2 separate regions of the Gossypium arboreum genome follow, and region 1 is linked to region 2. The links are chromatin contacts, called in public Hi-C maps. All regions are on one chromosome and are shown on one strand. Each heading gives the region's core, a stretch centred on a gene start, on an enhancer-like site or on the middle of the called end of the contact. The rest is flanking DNA. Distances are from core to core; before and after follow the strand shown. Region 1 has its middle 13 kb from the start of LOC128283420. Region 2 holds the start of LOC108467067 (protein MLN51 homolog).

Evidence for each region. A called contact is a pair of places that touch in the nucleus more often than the background predicts.
Region 1: a contact with region 2 is called in a Hi-C map of leaf, with 2.2 times the contacts expected there. The contact joins the enhancer-like site here to the promoter of LOC108467067 in region 2. A contact is called at or near these places in 2 of 5 Hi-C or Micro-C datasets (both in leaf).

Annotation. Positions count from the first base shown.
Region 1 is chr2:23,156,565-23,163,808 of ASM2569848v2, forward strand. It overlaps the pseudogene LOC108462435. Among protein-coding and RNA genes, the nearest start is that of LOC128283420, 13 kb to the left of the region's middle. Within about 2 kb of position 3,972, at least 2 of the 2 cell types and tissues checked have an H3K27ac peak or open chromatin away from gene starts, as enhancers often do. A contact at or near this core is called in leaf, where this site is marked.
Region 2 is chr2:23,080,579-23,087,809 of ASM2569848v2, forward strand. It overlaps LOC108467067 (protein MLN51 homolog), which reads right to left and starts at 4,556. Exons shown (of 11, transcript XR_008277492.1): 1 at 3,619-4,556; 2 at 1,986-2,088; 3 at 1,664-1,866; 4 at 748-1,565; 5 at 143-257.

The DNA.
Region 1 (7,244 bases), core at 2,722-5,221, 75 kb after region 2:
TGGTCACGAAACCACTATTCCGATTAGGCCCAAAATCAGGATATTACAATATTAGTCTCCCAAACGGTTTGCTCTTACTACAGAACTTTATAAACTTTTCATTTAATTTCATTTCACTTGTTAACCATAGAACACTTCAATGTTAAGCTTTTATATCACCAATTTCATTTATCAGTAACATCACTTTTTCTTTAAGTTATGCCACTTTATCCATGCTCATTTGGCACAGATATTGCAATTTATAAGTCTAATTATTATTAATATAAACACTTAGCCCTTAGCAAGTGCTAGCAAAATAAGACTTGAATACTCAAGATTTCAACCGAATGCCATAGACTTATTGCACTAAAAGTGCAATCCAGTCATCACACCAAAGACTAGAGTCCTCACTATAAACAAGGCATAATTTTGTTTTTCTAACACAATGCACACACATTAATCCCTAGTGGTATGCTAATTGAACCTTAGCTATTTCACTTACAAGGGTAATTCACTTCATAAGCTAGGAAAATATTTAAGAATTTATACAATCACTTTAAAAGGCCACATTTAGGAACACATTTCACTTTAACAATCCCTTTTTACTCTTTGTTACCATTACCACTTTTCAAGGGCTCTTCGAGCCTTCCATTGTCATTTCATGCACTTCTTATTAATTCACTTATAATTTTGGTGATTTATCATCAAAACATATTGAAACACCTATGCACATTTATAATTACATTGACCTTTTTCTCAATAAGTCTTTCTAGGCATCACTTGAAAATATTGCAGGTGACACCTATTATGTACATATTCATTTTTACTACTCACTTATAAACATTGTATGTTATCAACTTTAGGATATTACAAAACATATTTTTCACTTCATCGAATAAATTTCCACATTTACCGCTATTTTGTTTTGTTGTATCAAATTTACATTCAATTATGACATTTAAACACTTTTCATCTCATGCCAACAAGTTTTCAAATTTTTAACACGGCCTCAAATTTTTATCACTTGAATCCATCCTCACACTATCTTGAAATTCCATTTCTCAACATTTCCTCATTTGTTCAGACAAAAAAAAAAAAAAACCCAAATATTAACACAATATCTTTCTAAGCTTTCTCACAACACCAATCTCAAATATTAAATTAAAAGAGATGGAAAACACCAGTTCTTACCTCTTCAAACCTTCTTTATCTAGCTTCAATTTTCTCTCTCAAGAGCCCATTGATCTATCATATTTATTTACGTCAAATTAAGCTCTTTAAACACTCAAAGAGCCTATTCTTGATTATTTTATAGTGTCTTTTATTATATTTCTGCACGTTATAGATTTTAGACTTAATTTTAGTTTTTATCATGTTTTAATGCTTTTATGAATAAAATGGCAAGTATCTGCCATTAGAAACTTAATCTTTGAGTTAAGCTTGTTCCAAGCACTTGGTTGAGGTGAAAATGAGAAGAGGAGCCTACACTAGGGCCTAGGTCCCGATACTAATGTGCTAGTGTTGTGACACTAGTGCCTCCACCGTCAACTGAGGAGTTAGACCCTACCAAGTTGCACACCTTAATGGACTGTCTCTGACCCAAGGATACAATGTCATGAATTCGGCCTATAAGGTCACAACTCTGAATTATTGAGGTCCAAACCAACCACAGTCTCCAAAGTTGAATAAGTCGAGTTGCTTGAGTACGACGTTGTGACACCAGAGGGTTGATGTCGTGACATTGAAGCCCAAAAGCACCCTTAGAGTAAACTCTCTTTAATTTCGTAAAGCCTAGGTGTGGATGTCACGACAACAACCCTGACGTGGCTCAAATGCTAAAAGGCAATTTTAAGTTCATTAAGCCTTTGGTCAAAGTTTAAGTGAGGGAAAATTTGTCCTTTATAGGTCAAACTTTGTGAGAGTATAAATAACATTTTTTAATTCATTTTACATATAGATTCTTAAAGTAGAAAATTAGACTAGACATTAGACAAGTTTTCTCTTCTCTTCTCCTCTTTTCATTTTTAAATTATGTTTTCTTTTCTCTTTTCTTTTTAGAATAGATTTTATTATTATCATTATTTCTTCTTTCTTATTAAAGACTCTATAAATGGAGATGTATCAAGCTTTTGGGTTCCATTGGTTCCACATCTAAATGAGAATGTCTTACCTTTACTTTTATATTTTGCATACCAATTGTTCAATGAAATGTTTATTTAGTTGTTAAGATTTATCATGTGCTAAATCATTTTGTTGGTTGATTGATGAGTTGGTTGTATAACACCCGTAACCTGTCTTTGTTGTCGAATTAGGGTTATGAAGTATTACGACAATTAACGAATTCAACAACAATATAAAACAATTCATAAATAAACATAAATACCAAATATTCATGACCAATCATTATTCATTATTTATAACCAATACTAGTGTCATCAAGCTTTTCATCTATGCACTTATGATGCCACTACAAAAGAGTGACATCAATTAAATACATTGAAATAGATATTACCTTAGTATCATCATCCTCGATGCTCACAACACAGAAGTATTGTGTCATTCCCCACAAAAAGTTGTCTACGTCCTTCGTAGACCTTGTCCCCTTAAACTCTTTCGGCTCAGAGATATCAATCTTATGTTTGGTTGTCATAGCTAACACCTTATTACCCACAACTGCTTTGCATAGAACAAACTCCTCGAGTTGTTCTACCTATTTCTTCAAAGCCTTCACCATGGCTACGAGAGCACTATCCCTATAAGTTAGCTTATCCACAATGGAGCTAATAGCCTTCAACATCTTTTCCATAGTAGCGTTGAAAGTGTCTTACATCTACTCCTTGAGCTCATCTCCTACATAGTCCAACTTTACAATGCAACCCTCAACTACCTTAAGGCTTTCCTCCACACCACCCATGGATTCCTCAAGCTTAGCGACCTTGTCATATATTGCCAACAACATATCCCTCAAATTTGCTTTCTTGAACCTCCCATGGGTTTCTAGTGAGATATCTTAACTATTTGATTAATTTTACATCTCATCTAAACACTTTAATGGACCTAACATTGATACCAACTATCACGGACTTATATTGTAGCTTAGCAAACCGCACACCTTAGGTAGTGAATTCGCTTCAAATTTTCCTACATCAATTTGTATTGTAAAAAATCTAGTATCTCAAAAAGGATTCTCTAAAACGCTGATGCTAAAAACCAACGAAAAGAAACAAGCAAGGGAACAAGTATAAAACACAAGAAAGTTTTTAGAGTATTACACAATTGAGTGATCACAAATAAGATGGGAAAGGCCTCTATACAGATCAAATTACATTAAATCCAAATTCAAACCTATCTACAAAATAGAGTTCTAAAGAATTTAAACTCTCAATAATTTTATGTTCAAAATTACAAAATTAATCTGGTAATTACAATTTATTACAGTATTTTATTGGAGCACTAAACTTTAAGTAGATAGTCTTTCCACAATGTTCCAAAACTGAGCCAATCTTTGTGGGTTAAATAAGTCAAATATCCTAGAATAATTACCTTAGAGTATTCCTCGATTCACGAACCTTTGTGTGGGGGCCACAAGACTCAGCAAGTTTCCTATTGTTTGTGGACAACATTAGGGCTTTTCTTGGTGAAACTCTCAAAATAATAAAAAAGAGCCCATCGTTTGTTCTTTTATTTATCTTTTTTAAATCTGGTCTTAGATATATCATTTGTAGACAAAAATTTCTGCAATTTTATGTTCCAATATCATGTTTAAAGCTAATGTTGCTCAAGTTAAAACACAATGGCACAGCTAACTGCAACTGCAAGAGCATGAAAAGTCATTTCTTTTAATAGATATATGTTTAGATTACAAGTTTCATTTGGAGGAGAGACTGCAAATGTAATCCCAAAAAAGATTGCAGCCTCAAAAGGGAGAACCAAATTAGCATCTAAGATTTAAAACAATAAAAGTGGACTGAATTGGGTAAAATCATCACTAATTCTCAGTTTTTTTTCTACATTCAAAGTGGCACTCGCCTCAAAAAAACAATTGTGATAATGCCTCCAAAGAATATGCTAAAAGTTAAGAGAAAGTAATAAAATTGTCAGCACTTGTATGTTCAAACAATGCGCTTGACAGATCCAAATCACCGGGAATGCAAAGATAAATCGGTCCCTCAGTAAAATCTTTCTAGCTTCTAATTCAAAATCTGCTGTAGTTCAATAATAACAAGTTAAGAACAGTAATAATGACACGAGTATGAGAAATCCAAGGAGATAAGAGATTCGCTCTAAAGGTTGTGATGTGTATTTTAACCCATATGACTGATACTGCTTTCTCCTTTAAAGATAAATAATGATTATAATAATGGTTTCTCACCTTAAAATCCGAGCTGAATGGCGCCCAGATTAAATGGCTTCCTGGAACCTAGTGATCTGTTGTAAGAACTACCAACAGTGAGAAATATGAGAAAACAGGAATCGGGGAATGACATATAATAAAAGAACTATCAAAAACACCAAAAGGAAAATAACAAAATTTAAGACATTAATGTTGCGTGATACGGAGTGGAAACAACATTATCATTTTGATGATAGAATACAATAGATTGATACACAAACACAAATTAGATAAGAACTTTCACAAAGAACAAAGATATGAGAGTTGAGCAGCCCATAGATGTGCATCATAATAGTCAATATTAATAGGCAAATTTTGAGAAAAAAAAAAAGTGAATGAGAAAAAAAGAAACTACTAGTAATATCATAATTTAAACAAAAGCCGATCGTGTATTTAGCACCCATTAAAAAACACGTACCTAATTCCAAAGACTCAAGAGAGAAACAAGTTTGGAAAACTCTTCAGGATTTAGCTGGCAGTAGGTGTTATGAATAGTGCTTGTGATTAATGAAATCACAAAAATGAAGTCAGAGAAGCTCAAAAGCGAAAGGGGTTAAAGATGGCATCGTAGAAACAGTTAATCACCAGAGACAAAAGTTTCGGTTTTACACTGCATCAACCAATTGCTTTTGGGTTCACAGGGCTCCTTCTTTATTCGTACCCCACTCTTCTTCAGGCTCGTTACTATTAACAAGTACTGCACCGTCACTAGATGCATCCACAACAACAGCCTCCTCTTGGCTACCACTATCTCCATTTTGTTCTGCAGCCTGAAAGGCAGAAAAATGAAGGAAAAAAGACGGTAAATTCCAAAACCAGAGTCATCAACCACTCCAGCAGTTCCAATATTTTTCTGTGCTGCTGGCTTAAGAGAAAACAGATAATAAAGGTCATATACCACATGATTAAGGTCACCATTTTCATGAGCCTCCACAAGTGTCAGCCATGATCTATCACCATGTTTCAAATAGTCTGCCGCAGGAGGATAAACACCCCTACCGAGCAATTGAGAGTTGAAAGCATAACCTTGTGAGACAGGAAAATAGGATGTGTCGACCACAGCTTTGAAATCAAAGCAGGTGGTACCAAAAATTGTAGAGCAACCAAAAAGGCCAAACAATCAAATCTAAAAATGAATTATCCAAAGAGATCATCCTAGAGTGGTAACCAAAAAAAAAATGAAATCATATTTGATAAAATTGCATAGCAAATTTCATAAAAGAATTTGCATAGTAAATAGGTAACAAATACCATATAACAATAAATAACAGAAAGGAATTCTGTTCGATACCTTTTCTCTCGCACTCTAGTTTCAACATCAAGAGCAACTTTCCAATTCTCAAACATGCCTGGATACTCTTGAGGATTGGCCAAAGATTCAGCAGCTTTTGGGTTAACCTGCAAATGATGCAAGCTTTACATCAAATCATTTTGCAATCTATACCATTAATCAAACTTAACCAGAAACACAAGTAATAGATTTTGAGCATGATTACAGTAAACATGAAAGTCCAACAGATTCATGTTGCAATGGTAGAAAGAGTTAAATATCGTGACACTTGGAGTAGGAAAGAATATATATTAAAATGCTCCACCAACAAGGACTTATTAAATGAAAAAGATTCCCATTAAAGATTCCATCACTACTTTAATGATGCAATGTTTGAAAAAAACACACAAAAAAAAGGATAAGACTGTTTCCTTAGCTTTCAGATGTAAAAGCTCTAAGCACATTTTCAAGCAATTTGTTTCCAGCAAAATATCAAGATTTTATATCATAATATCAATCATCAAGTTGAACAAAAGGGCAAAAAGTCAAACTATACTAGCATACATCTGGGATGACAATGATAGTAAGGGCAATGTTGAGACACAATCAAGACTCATGAACGATAAGCTTAGAATGGAAGAATAGAAGACGAAGGATGAAAATTTTTTTATTTATTGGTTATAGAAAAGAAATATTTTGAATGTTGCAAAAGTACGAGGAAAATCAAACATGTCAAAATGGAACTCGCCATGAACAGTGTACCAAAACATGCCAGAGAATTAAATATTGGCTACTAACCTTGTTGAGGTCTTTTCTCCAAATAGTCACTATCTCTGAAACCTTGCTTGGAAGATAAGATCGTGCCATAAGAGCTGCCTCAGGTATCCGATTGCTGAAAAAGGAATACTTAAAATATATCTTTGCCTAGTAAATGGCAGTCTACAATTTTAGGTATTTCATGATGAATTACCTTTCCACCAAAAGTTGGAGGCAGTCCTCCAATTTACCCAGCATGAATAAACAAAGGAAAGCAACATTGTTCTTCCCTTGCTCTTTAGAAAGGGATGCTAGCCTTGATATTCCTTCAGCATCTCCCAAAGAGGAATAAAGCAGCAATAAACCACTCAGGTCTACCGCATGTTTCATGCATTCCTCAGCCATTGCAAGCTGCAATGACAAGTTTAGCATGATTAATAGAACTAATTCAAGTACAAGCAGAGAAATCATAGTCCAAAATTAACAATTCATGTGTCGTGTATGTCTATTGAGCAAACTTTAAGAGGAACAACTAGTGCATGTAGTAAACTCAAAAACCAGACAAGAAATCTGCAACATACACATCTGACATTAAGGTTACGTTTCCCATTGAGGTTGAGAAGTGCTTTTCAACCCAAATCATAATTTCAAGCCAAAAGCAATGGAAAACAAGGAGCTTTTCTAACTAAACCATGTTTTTAAATTGGGTTTTTAACCCAAGCCAAAAAGTCAAAATTTTAAGCTTTTGCAAAAGTGCTTTTGCCTAAAATTACTTTTTATCTTCATTAAATAAGTCCAACATATCTTCTAATTTACAACATCAAGCTAAGAAGGAAGGACATTGTA
Region 2 (7,231 bases), core at 3,306-5,805:
ACTTCCTCCATGAGAAAACCAATTGGCCAGATACTGAATTAACCAACAACTCATTTCTCAAAGAAAACCAGATGTAATCCACACACACACACACACACACACACACAGAATATATATATACAGGGCTAGAGTGTTATTGTACCACGTCATTTCTGAATTTCCCAAACCAAGTTGTGGCTGGGCAACATATCCAGGAAATGCCATGCCAACAGCAGGAACACTGAGGCCACCAGGGTGCTGACCCCCAAATTGCATAACTGCATAACAATGATTTAGAAGAAGAAACAATAAACATTGAGAAGTTCAGCTTATAAAAAATTTAATACAAGGAACTACGAAAGCATAGCCAAGAGAAAATATAAAATAATAGAATTAAATCTAATCAACTCAGTAGATAAAAGCTATTCTCTAGCACCCACCCCATAAATTAACAGTGAAGACAAATGAAGTCAAACAAACTCCAACCTCTCGCAAATCCAGAAATCCCTAATCAAAACAAACTATGATCAGGAGGTAAAAGTTCATTTGTTATTTAGCCAAAAGGCCATTGAAAATAATGGGATGAAAACTACTCTGATATTTACTAAAGCATTTTATTTAATCCTTACAAAAATTCAAGAAAAAGGGTGCCCAGGATTTAGTATGCACTTTTCCAAGTACGACAATTTCCCCATATTACAATTTACCTATTACAGTAGATTAGTTTATCCAGATAAATTAAAAAACTAAAAATATGAAAAGCTTTACCTGGCAAAAAGGCAGGAAAGTTTTTATCACCATGGCCGACAGCCATAGTCCCTGTTGGTCCCATAACCTGAGCTCCACTGTACAGAAAAGAGCCTCTTCCAGCCCCTTGAACACAGCTTTTTCCCTTGCTCACCAAGGGTTTACTTGTTTCTGAAGATTCAACCTCTCCAGATTCATAGGAATTGACTGACGTAGCTGTCTTGGGTGGAGACGAAGCTTGAGGCATACCAGTATGCTGGCCCAGCTGCTGAGCAGCCCCTTGCACAGAGTACCCTTGAACAGGATTTCTCTGAACAGCAATGATCTGTGTTGGTGGAGAAACTCTATTGATTTGGTTCTGATGAGGAGCTGGCTGACAAGCCTTCAATCCTGGGATAGCTACAACTCTACCCTGTACCCTGGACTGAGTGGGTTTGCTAGTATTACCCAATGAAGATCCAGAAGGTACCATCTGCATATTGGTCAAAGGCTTCGCAGAAGCAGACAAGCTGGGATCATCAATATAAAGCTTTGCCATGCTGAGAGAATCAACCACATTCTTCCCTCGTAATGAATTAGATTGTGAAGCAGAAAAATTCTCATCTGTAACAGAAGGGCAAAGATTCCCGCTCACACTTTCAGCATGCACATCTTTCTTCTGAGTTAAAGCAGTGTCTTTGTTGGAAGACGCCGCTGGATAAAAAGGTGGGGAAGCAGAACTCAAGCTTGACGCAAATATATGTTTCGGATTAGGATCTGATACAGTACTGGCATTTGTTGCAAGGGTGGAAGCTCTACCTGAATTGGCTTGTGATGTTTTCTCAAGAGGCTTTCCAGACCTGAAACATTTAACTCATTCAATGTCAATCAAACCTGTCATGGAAGGAAGAGATGGAAAATTGTAGGGGGGAAAGAGCACATGATTATGAATACTCACAGTCTGCCCTGTATTGGAGGTGCTTGACTGCTGATTTTCATATTAGGTTCATACCTCCTAGGTCCTCTCCCTCTCACCACCTTTGGAGCCATATTCTGGTGGTTGTTTTTCCCAAATGCTTTGGACCCACTTCCTCTACGATAACCACGATCTGGTCCACGATTTTTACTCTGAGCTCGATACCTACCTCTAGAAGATAGTCCCTGAGTGCAGAAGAAAAAACATGTCAGTAAGGGAAAAAAATAAGATTAAACGAGATTGAGAAGGAAAAGAAGCACCAATGAAGGCAAGTAGATTATCTACAAATCTACTAAATCGTTACCTCTTCATAATGCTTTTCTTGCAAAGTCATCTCCTCAAACTTGTCATGTCCCCATTTCCTATCATCCTTGGATTCCCACAAATTCCTTCCACAACGTGTTCGCCTAAATTGGACAAATCAAGTTGATACACAACTTTATTAACATTTATAGCAACTTGAAGGAAATGGGCAGGACAAGGACATGGTAATACAAACCTTGACGCTTAAAGATATACCATAATACGTATTAGCAATGAAAGCAGAGTCCTAAATCTATGTACCTTTCCACCATTAGTACCAATCTGTACTGCTCATACTGATTGGTACAAGATTTTTCTTTCAAATTTTCTTTTAATCTTTTCTCTTATTGTATTCTTTTTATCAACTCCTAATGCTTTCCCTTTCATGTTCAGTTCTATTATTTTCATAATTTCATCCTAAAATAATACATGTTCATTAGATCACAATAATTACTAATTTTTATATTTATTTGAGGTTCCAAAATTTTCTGATGTTAAATGTTTATCATTTTTAAAATCTATATCTGCATATAAACATATAGATGCATGTAATGGAAGAGTATTTGTATGTTTATATATTTTATTAAAAATATTAAATAACATTGGAAAACATGAAATAAAGCAGCATTTATATGTACCAATACTAACAGTCCCATTAACAAGGCCAACAGTTAAATTATACACCAAGTCTTTACAAAATATGCACATAGACTATGCATGCAGTCAGCCTTTACGCTCACACCCACATATATCAATGGTAAACAAATTAGAAAAATCGATATAAATACAGATTTAGACCAGAAAAAGCTTATGTTCTTAAAACCTCATATAGTTGTCAAAGTACTGACAATATAGAAAAAGAAAAAATATATGTTCAGAATTACTAGCAACTTCATATAGTAGTCATAAGCAGTCATAAGTTATAATGTCATCAAATAAAACAAGGTAACAATCTGAGCCTAAGTTTTGACCACATAATGTTATATTTGCTATAATATTGGGCTGCTCAGTTTTTTATAACAGAGGTCCAGATCAACTACCCCATTCCCAGATCAAAACAGGTACCTTTTAAGATCTTAAGGTGAATGAACAATTAAAGCAAAAAAAAAAAAGATTCAAGGGCATCTAGATTGTGACATTTCAAGTCCTCACTCCTCAACCCAAATGTTAAAACTACGAACTAAAGTTTTATCACCATTCATGCATGCTTAGAAGTGCAGGTAAGCAGCAGCTCCCATACAGGTTAAAACCTTCGAATTTCTTAAACCTGACTAATCATAGACCAAATCAAAATTCAAGATAACAGAATATAAGAAAAGCAGCATAGGAGCATAAACATCATAGGAGTCAAAAACCCAATATTAACACATTTGTTATCAAAATGTAACACTAGTCAAGAGTATAAAAATTTTAATTTCCATTATCCGCATAGAGAAGGTAGGGCAAGTGAGCATTCCAATTTCAATCATTAAACAGAAGAAGCTACAATAGGCATAACAGACAATCCACATAGAAAATTCACCATATACCTTTCCGTAAATTGATATTTACTACTTAATTAGTTAAACAGCTATAAAAAAAAAGAAAAAAAAAGAAAATTGGAACCTATAAAGAGAAAAAATGAAGCTTAATACCTATGACGACCGCCAACGTTGTCTCGAAATCTATCATCGTGCATATAAAACACCCCAGCAGTGGGCACAGCAAAGGGCTCATTCTCCTTCTTTTCCTCTCCATGTTCCTCTCCAATGTGATTATTATCAATGCCCAGTCCTTCATCCACATTCCCATTCTCCACAACCGCTTCCTTCACATCGTCTCCAGTTATCTTCACATTGCCTCGCACTTCTACTTTACCAACTTCATCTATCTCCTCTTCATCAATTTCTTCTTCCTCTTCCTCGTATTCATCATAAACTTCTTCTTCGACTTCTTCTAAGTCCAATTCTTCTACGCCATCATCGTAATCTGCAGCACCGCCCTGACCGTCGGATTCATCGGAACGAATCACAGACCTTCGATCCATCCTCGCCTCAGCATTATTCTCTTCGTCCCTTTCTCCTTCGTCATCGTCACTGGCCGCCTCCCTCCTCCGCATTGCCAGAGAACGCTTCACCTCCTCTGGATCACTCTCGTATTCCACCTCCTCTACTCCCGTAGTAGCCATCACTTTATCGGAAAACAAAGACCAAGTCGCTAAAACTTCCGGGAATATTCAAAAAAAAAAGAAGAAGCAATCTTTGCAACGAAGCAAAAAAAAAAACAATTCAAAGCCAATCGTCTAAAAAATAGAAGAGAATCAAAACCCTGAAGCCTTGAAATTGAAGGGAAAAATATTAGGGTTATTTATTTTCATGGAATAGGGCTAGCGGTATTTAGGAAGAAGAAAAACCCTAGATAGTTATATATTATTATTGTTGTTGTAAAATATGGGGATTTTTGCATAATAAAATTGAATGGAGCAAGGAGTTTGCTTTGAAATATGAAACTTTATTTTCTAATTTTTGGGTTAGGGAAAGATACTGGCAGGGACATTTTAGGAAATTAATTAAAAGTGAGTGGTAAGATTGGAGTCGGATTCTGATACGGACGTGAGGTGTTTGTTAAAAGGCCGATTGATGATTAGGAACCAATGGGGTTTTGCCACGTTTGCATATGAAATTGAGTTATCTACTCTGTTTCTAAGTTGGCAGCAAGTGTCATCCGAGCTACCACCGTATTTTGTTGTAATAATAATTTACCATGGTCATAAGCAGAGGTGAAGACAGAAATTTTTTTTAAGGAGGTCAGATAAAATTTTAATTTTATATAGTTTATATTTTTATAATTTGTAAATAATTAAATTAAATTTTAAAATTTTGTGGGATAAAGTATAATTTTAGCTTTACTAATTTAAATTTATTAAAAAATTTTAAGGGTTTAAAATGTAATTTTCCATTTTAGGGGGCCGAGGCCCATGCCAGCCCCCTGGCTACGCCCTTGGTCATAGGGTATTTGAGAATACAGATTTTGGCGTTTTGGTAATGAGTTCAACCCAAACCACCAATGCTCCTTAATCTAAGTCTAGTTAAATTCAAACCGAAAATTAAGCAAGTTTGGGATTTTTTAAATAAAATAAAAAAAAGTAAAGTACATCAACAGTCACTCAATTTTGATCTCAATAATAAAACAGTCAACTCAACTTTCAAGAAATAACAAATCCGTAACTAATGTTATTGAAAAGTGACAAATCAGTCACCCATTAACATTTTCCGTTATAAGCCTAACGGGATAAGTGACATGGCCAGTTAACTAGCTGATATGGCCAACTAACTTGCTACATTGGATGAGGAGTCAAACAATTTAAGGTTTGGATGGGTTTAGAGGGAAAAAAAAAAGAAAAGATGAATTAGGGATTAAGGAAAAGAAAGAAAATATCAATTGGGATTAAGAAGAAGAAAAGAAAATCGATTGGGATTAACATTTTAGGGTTTAGTGTTGGATGATTGAAACTTTTAGGATAAGGGTAAGATTGAACGATTTAAGGTTAAAGGATTAATATTTTGGGTTTCAAGTTTAAGGAGAAAGAAGACCACAAAAGATATCAATGGGTAGGGTTTAGGGCCACAACTGTTAATAGAAGAGAAGCAGACAATGTTTTAGCATCCACTGTAACGGGTAAGTTTCTATATTTAGTTTATGATTTTTTGGATTTAGAGGGATTTGGGTTTAAGGTTTTCTAAATTTCTTTGTTGAAAAATGTTGCATTTGCATAGGGTTTATGCACTGTGTATGTTTATTGTTTGTATTAAAGTGTATGCTAGATTTTGATTTCTCTGGTTATTAAAGTGTATGGTAGATTTGGATACTTTTAAAGTTATGTTCTACCACGTGCATATAGATAGCCTTAGGAAAGAGGCAAATCAGTTCCTATTTGACAAATCACTTCAAAAGTTTAGGTTACATACAATTCAAAACTATGTATGTCATTAAATTATTTGAAAGTTTTTATTTAGGTTACATATAATTCAAATATGACAAATTAGTTCCTAGTTGTCAAGAATATTTTTTAAAGGCATAAATTGTAAAAAATACCCTCAACATTTAGGTGTTTTTGGTTTTGTGCCATTGACCTTTTTTTTTTTTATTGAGGCTTTCAACGTAACGATTTTTCCACAAATCAGTCCAATTTTAACAAGAAACGTTAGTTAACCTTCAATCAACCAGTCAATGAATTATCCTAAGTTGGAAGAATCAATGTTGACTATAACACCCTAAACCCGTCTCTGTTATCGGATTAAGGTTATGAAGCATTATCGTACAACGAAAAACATTTACCTTCATAACATTAAATATCTTAAACATATCATAAAATCATTCATTCACATGCATTTTGTCCCTAAATCGAGCCTTCGATGCCCTAAAAATAGCTTAGAAGCAATTCAGGACTAATTTGAAATAAAACAGAAGTTTTAAGAAAAAGTTGTAAAAATTGGAAAACAGGAGCCACATGACCGTGTGACATCACCCTAGGCCGTGTAACTTTCAAACAGGGGACACACAGTCGTGTCCCAGCCCATGTCCTCACCAGTGTAACTCACTAAGTAGGGTCACACAGCCATGCCACACATCCGTGTGCCAGGCTGTGTAACTCACTGACTTGGAACACTAAGAACTTTCAAATGACACATAGACGTGTCCTCAGGCCGTGTGTGTCACACAGCCGTGAGACAGATCGTTTCCTAGGCCCTGTGATCCATAATTTGACCCTAAATTCAAGCCATTTCAAGACCAAATCATACTTAACCATCTATACCATTTGAGCATACATTCAAGGAATTTAAAACATCATTCACACACACCTAACATACAATTTCAAACATCCTAATTCATCTAACCAATATGCCATTAAAAGGCACCATAATTGTACGAAAACATCATCAACCAAAATATGCCAATATTGTCATATTTCAAGCATAAAAACTTAGTTCAATTACCTACCAAAGGATATCACATATGACCAATTACAAGCCATTCCGAACATACCAAAAAGGACCTTATATTTCAAGTACCTAAAAGAGGCAAAAAATGACCTAACTTGACAAGGCATTAAAAGTCCATTAAACCAAACATGAACATCAAAAGCAAATATATACCAAATTGACCATTAACATATCCAAAAACTACCAATACACAAAGTCCTATACATGCCAAATAACCATATCAAACATATCACACAATCATCTTCTTTCTACTCACATGAGGGCA